Linked DNA regions of Zea mays: region 1 is linked to region 2. Evidence: chromatin contacts called from public Hi-C data. All regions are on one chromosome and are shown on one strand. Each heading gives the region's core, a stretch centred on a gene start, on an enhancer-like site or on the middle of the called end of the contact. The rest is flanking DNA. Distances are from core to core; before and after follow the strand shown. Region 1 holds the start of LOC100284625 (senescence-associated-like protein). Region 2 holds the start of LOC100383741 (Late embryogenesis abundant protein group 2).

Region 1 (5,570 bases), core at 1,984-4,483, 220 kb after region 2:
TATAGGAACTGGAATGGACTAATTTGGACTAAGTATGAAGTTTCTATGAATTAAACCAGCTCTAGACATTATTTTTATATTAAAAACCCATTTCCTATTTACTTTCCTGGATTTTCTAATCTCCTGTACTGGGCGTCAAAAAACTGAAAAGCGTAGGGTCTCTGGCGCTAAATATACAGAGACTCAGATTACTGTGCTTTGGACTGTGGGTTTATTTTCTAATTCATCAGGGGCTCTTATGTAAAACTAACGACCAAAAGGGTATCATGGATCTCTAACCGTCAGATCGAACACGTGCGTCCCAGATTAAACCCATTCTCACGATCGGTCGAGATGCTACCGAGAGCGGATCAACGGCCTAGATTAAAAAAACTACGCTTTCTTCCCCGGATCCATCCGATCCAAATCGGACGGACACCAAACCATTGTTGAACAGGTACGCAACCATTTAATCACAGCCGACGGTGGTGTGATCAACGGTTATGGCGCACGCAGCCGAAGAGGTATCCCTAGATTAGATCACAGGCGCGGCCACCCGATCTGACGGTGTAGAACACTCCTCCCAACTCTGACGGGAGAGTGCGGCGGCGCGCGCGAGCCCGCGGCGGACGCCATTGCCAGCAACCGGAATAGGCGTCCAAACTAGAGATGGCAATGGGTAAAAACCCGCTGGGTATTACTTGCCCAAACCCATACCCGCGAAGAAAAAATACACCCGCTAAAAAACCCATACCCATGACGGGTATGAAATTTTGCCCAAACCCATACCCATGCGGGTTTCGGGTACCCAACGGGTTTCCCATACCCACTAACATCAACATAAAAAAATAATTCATCATATAAATGACAATCAATACATTAATAAGCTAGCATAAAAGGAACAAGTGATAACTAATTTTAGCCTAAAATTTGTTACATGAAGTTTATTTCAGTTAGAACATATTCAATTAATAATATTATGAGATATATTTATAAGGAATGTTGATTTTAAGGCGGGTTTTAAAAACCCATGGGTCTGCGGGTATGGGTAGTGGAAGAACAAACCCATGCCTACGTACCCGTTGGGTTTCCATTTGAACCCATTAACAAACCCATGGGTACAGAAATTGACCCAAACCCATACCCTAATAGAGCAAAAACCCACCGGGTTTCGGGTAGCGGGTACCCATTGCCATCTCTAGTCCAAACTCCCTAAAACTCGAACCTAACGGTTGCTACGCAAACACAAGACGAAAGTAAAGACGGTCCACAGCTTACTCACCGGAGTTAGGCGACGGACGGAGCAAATTGCGGCGTACGACGAGTCAGGGACGCAGTGCGCGTGGCGACGGCGTGGAGGATGCACCTGCCTAGCAAATGCCTCCCCACTGGCTTTAGCACGCACCGGTGAGCTCTGTGGCGACTACACAGAACTTGGTGTCGGCGGAATACCCAAAGGGGGTGAGGATGACGACGGCGAGCACACGCCAACAGTCGTGGGAGTGCGGCGACGGTGTTACTAGGCTTGGACCGGCACAGTGAGGGGAGGTTAGGAGATTGAGGGAGGCCCGCACCCACCCTTTATGGTCCCGCGAGTCCGGGCCGAGGTGGGGGTGCGTTGGGGGTCAGCGCGACTTTGGCGGGGAGGTGGCGCACGGTTGAGGAGATAACGCTAACGATGATGGTCCACCAGTCAGCCAAAGCATGCATGCGTTCTATGGAGACCGACGTGTGGGCCCGCTTGGCAGCGAGTGACAGCGCGTGCATGGTGGAGTATGGTTCTCGGGTCTCACCTGTCAGCGTGTTTTCATAGAATAGACAGAGAGGGATCCGTTGGTGGGTCGAGCCGGCCACTTTAAGCCAAACACGGTTTTCATCTTTTCTTTTCTTTTATGATTTCTTTTTCTTTTCTTTCCTAAGTTTATGCTTTCAAAATTTGAATTTCAAGTGCTGTTGTGAAGTTTATTCTTGGACCAAAAATATAAGTTCATATTCTAGTATGCTCAAGTACAATTATTTGATTATACATATTTTATTTATATTTATATAGCACTTTTCTTCTCTTTTCTCAAATTCTAAAATTTCTTTTAGATCTTAAATTCCAATTTGGGCATTAATATATTTCCTTTTTCATTATTTTTATTTTATCACAAAATGCACACAAAATGAAACCCAGCATGATGCATGATTTATTTGAGTGTCTTTTGTTAATTATTTATTTGTTTAAGTGAGGTGTTCACATGTGATGATGAGTAAAGATATCACACACATATAGATAAATAAATTAATTTCTCCTTTTATATTTTCTTATAAATTGGGTATTACAGTGATCAATATGTAAACCTTTATAAAAAATTCTATCAAATATATAGATCCAGTCGATCGAACACCACCAATCAAAGTGACTTATTTATGTTGAAACGTGCACTTACGTCGTGTATCCTAGAAGTAAATTGAGGTGAAGTTCCTGAAATAATCCTTGCAAAGATATGCAATCTGTTTGTTAAATCTCTATGTGCATATACTTTCAGAAGAAGATGTTTTGCCATATTGATACAATTTTACAAGGATCAGGGGGTATGTTTCTAAATTTAGTCCTTGTAGAAGATTCGATGTAATCTAGATCTAGAAAATCGAAATCTGTCCTGATGACAGATGTTGTATTCTTTTTTCCTTGATGAGTTTTTCTGAAGTTTCTTACGTAAGATTTTTAACGAGGCAACAAAGTGCAAAAGCAATATGCGTCACCATGTGCTCTTTCTCCACATTTTTTCCACTGGGTTTTTTAGAGTTTTAATGAGACATGTGTTGGTCGCGGTATTCGTCTAAGGGGGAGTGTTGATAAACCCTAATGAAGGGTTATATGAGCAAATACTGAATATGCCCACGAGGGGTATCACGTCTCTATATATGCAACTTGTACCCTCATATAGAATACAGAAGAGAAAGAGACAAGAGGTCCAACCATATACCTTGTGTCTCGTGTGTTTCACTGTTGTGCTTATGGAAAGAGAGACATATCTTGTACAACTTCTTGTGTCTAATCTACTAATAGAAAAGAAGAGAACGGATCTAATGATGCATGGTAATGTTGTTATTCAACACTACTATACTACAAGAATAACGGCACACAACGTTTGTACTAGGCCGGCCTGGTCTTGCGGTCGTGGGCCGGGCCTTCTTTTATCGTGTCGGCCACGCCGCCTCGCGTGCGCGTCAACCATTCCCTCGGACGCCGTGCCGCGTGGTGTCGTGTCGCCTATTCTTCCTCTTGCACCGCAGTGTTCTTGCCGCCGGCAACTCGGCTCGGCTCAACAAGCCACGCAACCTTCCGCCGTCGAGACTCGTGAGGCGTCGTCGCCCCTGCCCTCTCTGCCGACAGGGGACAGGGTGGAGAGTTGCCCGGGCTCGGGTTGACTCGTGTGGGCGCCTCTTTCACGCGTTCGTAAGTAACCCTAGCACCCTGGATCGCTAACTGAATCGAAACCTTCATTTCTCCTCGTTCGGTTAATTAGCCGGAGATTTGTATGCATTTAATCCATCGATCCACTCGCAATTCGGTCGCAGCCTATTTCGCGAAACAAATGAATCCGGGTGTTCACAAACAAACCACCCGAAAATTAGGTGACAAGATTGGAGTACCTTACATGTTGTTTCCGCAATTCAAAGTGGGTTTTGCTGCAAAAGGTATCGTGATAGATAGATTTTAGCTGAGAGAGGTCAATTTCTGTAGCCTCTCATAGTTGTCACTGAAAGAGGGTGTGTGGTGGTCGGAGAGGGGGGGGGGGGGGGGGGGGGGGGTCCTAATAGTCTGTCAATCAGGCCATAAAACTAGTGGTTCTGGTTGTTTATCTTCTATTTAGATATTTGTACATCCAATACGTACATTGAACATGTTCTCATTTCAGGTTTCGTTGTTTCAGAAAGTTGTGTGCTATTCATTGATTGCCATGTCAACACGTAGGGAGGTTGTCTTGTATCACCCATTGCCTGCACCAGGAGTGACAAACAACCTCAAGGATGGGATCCAGTCAAAAGTTATGGAAACGGTTGGCAATGCAATCAACTCATTCGATCCAAATGCGTTGCCTCGGCATATAGAAGGGGCATTGGGAACAGCTGGAAACCTCATTAACTCATTTGAGCCAAAATGGTCTGGGAAAAATGAGTTTGATTTAAATGGGGAAGCTGATTTCCTTGATGGATATGAATGCCCTGATGAATATTGGGGCTCTGCACCTGTGAAGGCGCACAAACCAGTTAACATTAAGAACCTGCTGGGTGGCGTTATTGCGATAATCGGTCGCAATTTGGGAAATACTGAAGCTGAACAGCCAAAGGACACTAAGACCAGTGTCTCATTCCTTGGGTCGGCTGATGATGGTAACACATTCTTGCATTCCTCAGTCTACATGCCAAGTGCTCCACCAGTACTTGATGAAGAAGCCTTAAATTACAACATTTATAGGGCTGTACTGGAAGCAGAGCCACCAGAATGGCTTCCTGACAGTTATGCTAGTGCGTGTATGCAGTGCGCTGCTCTTTTTACTGCCCTTACACGTGGAAGGCATCATTGTCGATTCTGTGGAGGGATATTTTGCAGGGCATGCTCAAAGGGACGATCGCTGTTGCCTGCCAAGTTCCGTGAGCGGAATCCGCAAAGAGTCTGTGATGCTTGTTATGATAGGCTTGATCCATTGCAGAACTTATTGATTAATTCTGTCAGCAATGCCTCACAAACTGCAAAGCATGATGTCATGGATTGGACTTGTGCAAGAGGGTGGTTAAATTTTCCCATTGGATTAACAATGGAGCATGAGATATACAAGGCAGCGAATACCTTGACAAGTTACAGCCAGGTTGCTGAATTTCATTTCTTATATTATGTGTTGTCATGTTAGTGGTTTGAACATATTAGAGTCTGAACCTAATAAACTCATAAAAAATCTCAATGCAGGTGGCAAGAATAAACCCTGAGAAGTCTATTCCCCATGCAGTTCTTAGTGGAGCAAGTGGGCTTGCCATATTGACAGTTGTAAAAGCTGGTGCTATTCTTACTTACAAACTTGGAACTGGCCTAGTAGTTGCTCGAAGATCTGATGGATCATGGTCTGCACCATCTGCTATACTTTCTGCTGGTTTTGGATGGGGAGCACAGGTTTGTATGGTCAACTTCTAATACTTCGCTTAAATCATAAAGGCAACATATCTGGTGCTTAAAGGGGTACGGTGCTCATGTGCACATTTTAAATTTAGGACATCCATCCCATATCTAATGGCAACAACCAATTTTACGAAGAACCCTTCCCACCTCCCTCTGTTGGTAGGAGGGGTTCTTCGTAAAAATTGGTTGTTGCCATTAGATGCGAGATGGGTACCCCGGTTCTAAAATGTGTATGTGAGCGTCGTACCCCTTTGAGCACCGGATACGTTCCCAATCATAAACGGCACCACCTTCTATAATACTGCAAATGCAGTGTTGCTGTTTTATTCCCACAGCTCGATGTGTGGTATTTTCTTCGGAACTGCACTCCTCACTTGTTATTTGCTTATGAGAGGTTCAGTGTGGTATATTTTAACTATATTTCTGT
Region 2 (6,043 bases), core at 1,222-3,721:
TAATAGGGGAGGGGCGTCCCGCGGGAGCCGCTGCGGACAGTCTGAGGTGGGTAGGCGTCGGGTCTGGGTTGCTCGAGTGCCTTCCATCAATAGCAAGTATTTCTAGGTGGGGCTATTTGGGAAACAACCATCGTAGGTTGGAGGTCTATCTGCTAAGGTGCAATCCACCGTAAGTCGTCATTCTAAGACACGAGGATGCCCGCTTGTAAACAAGAACCACTTGCATCATAGTTGTCGTCCTATTCTCATGAAAATTAAATGCATGTTGTTATTCAAATGATTTTTTGTGACAGTTCGTACTCACACAAAAAATATTTTATGGTAGTACAAATACATTTTCGAGGCTTTCTTTAACTCTCACGAATTATTAATTTTTAGTGAAAACTATACGTGGCATACTGGCAAAAAGTGGCTTTAGCTCTTGAACACTGAAAATGGTACTATTCAGGAACTAACACACTAAGAAACATTGTTCATTATCTACGGCATACTGTATCGATTAAAATTTTCATTTCCGGTAAGGCTTTATCTGTAAGTTTTTTTTCTAAAATGGGAATTTTTATCGCTGCGATCTGCTACTGCTGATAATGAGCAACGTTTATCAGTATGTTTCTGATAATTAATATTATTTCTAGTATCCAAGAGCTAAAGCTACTCTTTGTTATTGTGCCACAGATAATTTCTCCTTATTTTTATGACAGTGGTACCGCCATGAATATGTTTCCACAAACATAGTGATGCCTTAATTTCCATGGAGGTGGCCGTCATTTAGATTTGCAGAAGTCAATCATCATGAAAATGTAATTTCTCTAGCATCTTTTTTTTATTATTGCATGACTCTTCACCAGCACCATGCATCATCATGAAAATGCCTTAAAATGTTTTAATATATCTCAAAACTATGTTATTTAGTTATCTCAAATTGTTAAAGATTAATTCTCACGATGTACATCACCGTAGAAAGTGTAAGATAATTTGCCTCTAAACAGTGCTATGCATATCGTTACAATTGGTGGACAACGGTACTTTAAACCACTACATTCAACAGGAGAAATAAACATCATCATATAACACCACACCGACTAGATGGGTATAAAGAGTAATCTTGTCTCATTTGCTCATCTTTGATGTCCTTGATGCATGACTATATATGGTCATACACAGATTAAAGAAGCACTATGAAGGATATAAATGAATTCCAAGATAAGAAATAAAGATAAAACAGATGTACCAAATAGTGGAGGAAGTAAAGCTAACTAGAGATTATAAGCTGGTAGGATAGCTTAAATTAAATATGTAGCAAACTAAACTGGCAGGGAAATATTTCATATTTGTTATCTGCTTCAGGAAAGCTAAATAGCTCATCCCTTCGTTTCTAGTCCTGCATAGAACATCATATTATACACAAGATTAGACCAGAGTAAGAAGCAAAATTAACAAAAAGAACTCGTATATATTTTGTCTGCATAGACCAATGTGTTGTCTGCTGATTTTCTTGAAATACCTTGTCGTCGTCATCGTCGTCGTCATCATCCCCCTTCTTGAGACGGGTTGTCCCCCCTTCTTTGCTTATTGGTATTTTCATGTGCCCAAACGGAGTGTCGACATCGATGTGTCCCTTGATGGTGTAACCAGTGCCCTTCCCCCTGATCATATCCCACATAGCAGAGCCGAAATCCTTAGGCCTGAAGCTGATAGGCAAGTTCATGGTGGTCACTTCCCGTCTCTTGATATCCGTAGCCTCCCTGAGCTCAGCGGACGCGATGCTCACGCCGCCGAGCCACACCTCGTAGTCCATGGAGTTGAGCCCCAGGTCGAAGGCGTTCCTGTTGTCCAGGCTCAGGTGAAGCGTCGCGGTGGACTCCTCGAAGGAGAACTGCTCGAACTTGATCCTGTCGACGCTGACGTCGGGCCTGTACGGCACCGGGATCTCGCCGTCCTTCTCCAGCGGGAGCGAGACCCTCCCGACCACGGGAATGTCCACGTGGAGGACCACCCTGACCTTGTAGGGGATGACGCTCCCGGGCTCGATCTCCCTGTACGTGCTCCTGATGTCGTCGTAGACCAGCAGGAAGGGGATGGTGACGGTCTCCGAGCCGTGCGCGTGGATGGTCCCGGCGTCGGGGATCGTGCCGGAGACGAGCTTCCTTCCCTCGCTCTCGATCAGGTACTCGATGTCGACGAGAGGGATCGGGACGGGGTTCGGGTTCGTGATGAGGACGTCCACGACGAGCTCCGCCTTCTCCAGGCTGATGTGGGGTATGTGGACCCCGGTCACGTCGGCGGTCGGCTTCCCGAAGCCTACCACCTCTTCGATCTTCTCGCCGACGTCCTGGATGAAATCCTTCACCTTGTCAAAGAAACCTGATCCCTTCTCGCCGTCGTCGTCATCGTCGTGGTGCTCGTGGCTGTCTCTGTCTGCTTTCCTTTCTGTCACTCTCGGACTACCAGCTGAGGATGACATGCTTTGAGATGGAGGCACGGAGGAGGTCGCGATCAAAGGCGCAGAAGCAAAGAAGAAGAAGGTGGTGGTGGAAGGATGGAATCGAACACCAGAGACTCTTGTCAAGAGTTGAATTTTGTGGATGGAGCGACGAACCCGCGTGGAAACCCACAAATGCGATGGCTGCCAGTAATTCCCGGTTGCCCTGCCCAGGCCGTAGCTTGGGTCACCTAAATTTGATTATGGCATGCAAATAATGAGCAAAGAGAGAACAACGAAAATTACCATACTAATCTTGCATAAACATCAATTTAGTTATCAAGATTGTGTATATAAAATGAAGGATGATCTAAATAATATTGTTCATTGAATTTGAGTCCGATAGATAGAGAGTTATCAAGCTATCTGAACCGTTGGTTTGATGATGTATTAAGCCTCGATGCAATTTATTTGATGGATTTAGTAAAGGTCATGAGTGTAGGATGATTTGGTTAGATGCATTTTGTAAAGTTTAAACTAGTGGATTATATAGCGGTATGGATTATTTATATTTTTTTATTTTGTTTGTGTTCAGCAACATTTGTGGCACCGAGCATGGTCGGACCGTCCGACACTAAGGTCCGGACGGTCTGGCCTACGGAGAGTCCGACCATACGTGCAGATGGTCCGCGATAGGATTAGATCATGCGGTTAAACTTCTATCTCCTAGCGTGTTTATCCCTCTAAACTCGCGAGAACTATTGGAGAATGCCTAGGAATGGGTCTTAACCTCCCCCTTATATATTTGAAGGGTTACGACCGATTGAAACACCAACAATCGATCAAACAATCAATATATCTGTCGGCGTTTCAGACCCGGGGGACCCTCAACCGGACCGACTAGTGAATTTTAGTGCCGCGTGCCCCTGTCCAGATGGGTTGATGCAAGATAGAACACAAGCGAGGGGATGAGGCTTATATTATCTTGCACCTGGGGGTACTTGCAGTAGGGGTTACAAGCGTTGCGGGAGAGCGAGAACGAGAGAGAGAGAAGGAGAGGGATCGACCTTGAGGCGGGCCGTCTGAGGCTGCCTCCACCGCGTCTCTCCTACTCTGCCTGTCTTCGCTCGTCTGCGTCGTGTGTCCGTGTGCTCCCGTCGTCGACGTGTGTCAATGTCGTCGACGTGTGTCCACCTGCCTTAGGAAGGCCTTGGACATCCCCTTTTATAGATACAAGGAGATGCCCAGCAGTACAATGGGGGTGTAGCTATGTGCTAACGTGGCTGGCAGGGAAGTGCCTTGAGCCCTGTACAGGTAATAACGTGGCCGTCGGAGGAGTGCCTTGAGCCCTATAGCTGTACCAACATGGCCATCGGAGAAGTGCCTTGAGCCCTGTAGAAGCATAGCTGGCGGTGCGGCATGGATCCTGCTGACGTTTCCTTGCTTCCGTAGGGGGTTTGAGAGCAACCGACGTCAGAGGCGCACGCGGGGAACCATCATCACCTGTTACCGGAGTAACTTAGATGGGACACCGGTCTTATTCCTTCGTAGCCTGAGGCGGCTAGCTAGGGGTAGGGTAATGATGGATCCCCAGTAGCGTAGTTGATACGAGGCCGAGGTCGGGCGAGGCGGTGACTCCTCCGAGGCCGAGGTTGAGGCCGAGGCCCAGGGTCGGGTGAGGCGGAGACCTTCTCCCGAGACCGAGGTTGAGGCCGAGGCCCAGGGTCGAGCGAGGCGGAGTCCTTTTCCCGAGGCCGAGGCTGAGGCCGAGGCCTAGGGTCGGGCGAAGCAGAGCTCCTTGTTGCGCCCGAGGCCGAACTCGGGGGAGGTCGTGACTTGCTGTTGTCAGCCTTTCTCTGGTGGATGGCACAGTTGCCGGAGCGGGGTGAACAGCGCTGTTTTCCTGTCAGAACGATCAGTAAAGGGGGCGAAGTGACTGCGGTCACCTCAACCTTGCTGACTGAGGCACGTGTGTGTCAGGATAAGGTGTCAGGCGATCCCCGCATTAAATGTGCATGCGATACGGTCGGTTGGTAAGGCAATTTGGGCGAGGTCGCTACACGACAAAGTCTGCCCGAGCTAGGCTTCGGGCGAGCCGAGGGTGCGTCTACCACCCGAGGGGACCCTCGGGCGAGGCGTGAATTCGTCCGGGACTACTGTCCTTGCCCGAGGCTGGGCTTCAGATGAGGTCGCGTCCCTTGGTAGTCGAAGCCCGCACTTTATCAGTCGCTTATAGTTTGTTCTGAAGATGTTTTCCAGCCGGATTAAGGAGCATTGGGGGTACCCCTAATTACGGTCCTCGACAATATCTTTTGTTCTTTATATTTTACCCTAGGACTAGACAGTAACGTAGCATTCTCCCTCTAATATTCACCTACATCGTTTAGAGGCGTCGTGCGTCGCCTGCCGATCCCAAGACAAACCCTAGGATCTCTCCTCACTGACAGGGTCCCTTCAGGGAGCGAGATCTAGGTCATGTTGGCGAACTTCGTCATCTCTGCGCACGCGTGAACTGTCAGGCCATCAGGCACAGACTGTCCGGTTCGTCGACAGAAATCCTAGCTCCGTGCTTCCACAGAGAGCACCACCGCCGGTACACATCACAGTGATTGGCGTGCAGATCAGTGCTGACACACTTTATGGCGACTCCGCCAGGACAAGGTGTAAAGATCTATTAGATCATCCCCCGATGGTCGTTTTAAAGGCTAGTTCTGACGTCTCTCCCAGCAACATTATCGAGCCGACTATGGAGACTCTATCGGCTGAGGATCTGGGAGAGTTCGAGGAGCACAAGGAGCAGCTGATCAAGGAGGACTAGGCGAAGTCTAGCCAACTTCAAGGTGGACTAAATCAAAAAGTCATCTGGCAATAGGTGACTGATCTGGCTTCATTCCGACCTACTATAACTACCCCCAAAGTAAGTGAAACAAACGAAATCCAATCCCTTAGTTCTTAAGTAAGTGAGCAACGAGAACAAATGCAACGAATACTAGGGGGTATGAAAGAAGATTATAAGAGGCTAGCACGTGCATTTGATAAATCCGATGTTGCTATTTTTCCATCGCACAAGGGTAAGACTGGAGAAAATACACGTGATCCATCGGCTGCAAATTGAGATGTTGATGGACATATATCCTGGACAACCACAACCTCCTGCGCACATCAGGGGTAAATCCATCGATCTGCGCACGACCGGACTGTCCGTGCCTGAGTGCGGACCGTCCAGACCAGCGACGGCTGGCCCCGTTTTCCAAACCGAGTTACCGAAGTCCGTGTTAGGGCCACCGCATTTTGCGCAAACCCTAACACACTCTTTTAGACCGTCCGCACATATGGCCGGACAGTCCGAATACATCATCGGACGGTCTGGCTATATGGCTGGATAGTCCGCGCGCACAGCCGGACGGTCCGCGTATCAGAATGGACAGTCCAGCTTGGAGTATATAGAACGTAATATTAATCATCATTTCTCATATTTACATTTATCCCAACCAAACCTCCTGTTACACCCCACGACACCTAGTACCATAATACAACAGCCTAGGCATGTGGGGGCAAGTACTTATCAGCCCCTCCTAGAAAGCTAGAAAGAGATGACCCACAAAACCAAAACATGTGGGC

The links. A called contact is a pair of places that touch in the nucleus more often than the background predicts.
Region 1: a Hi-C map of bundle sheath shows a contact between it and region 2, with 2.2 times the contacts expected there. The contact joins the promoter of LOC100284625 here to the promoter of LOC100383741 in region 2. A contact is called at or near these places in 3 of 25 Hi-C or Micro-C datasets (bundle sheath, leaf and tassel).

Annotation. Positions count from the first base shown.
Region 1 is chr7:28,915,710-28,921,279 of Zm-B73-REFERENCE-NAM-5.0, forward strand. LOC100284625 (senescence-associated-like protein) reads left to right here and starts at 3,234. Exons shown (of 5, transcript NM_001157520.1): 1 at 3,234-3,424; 2 at 3,903-4,838; 3 at 4,937-5,137. The coding sequence starts at 3,930.
Region 2 is chr7:28,699,258-28,705,300 of Zm-B73-REFERENCE-NAM-5.0, forward strand. It overlaps LOC100383741 (Late embryogenesis abundant protein group 2), which reads right to left and starts at 2,472. Exons shown (of 2, transcript NM_001176378.1): 1 at 1,505-2,472; 2 at 911-1,381. The coding sequence starts at 2,464. The coding sequence ends at 1,376.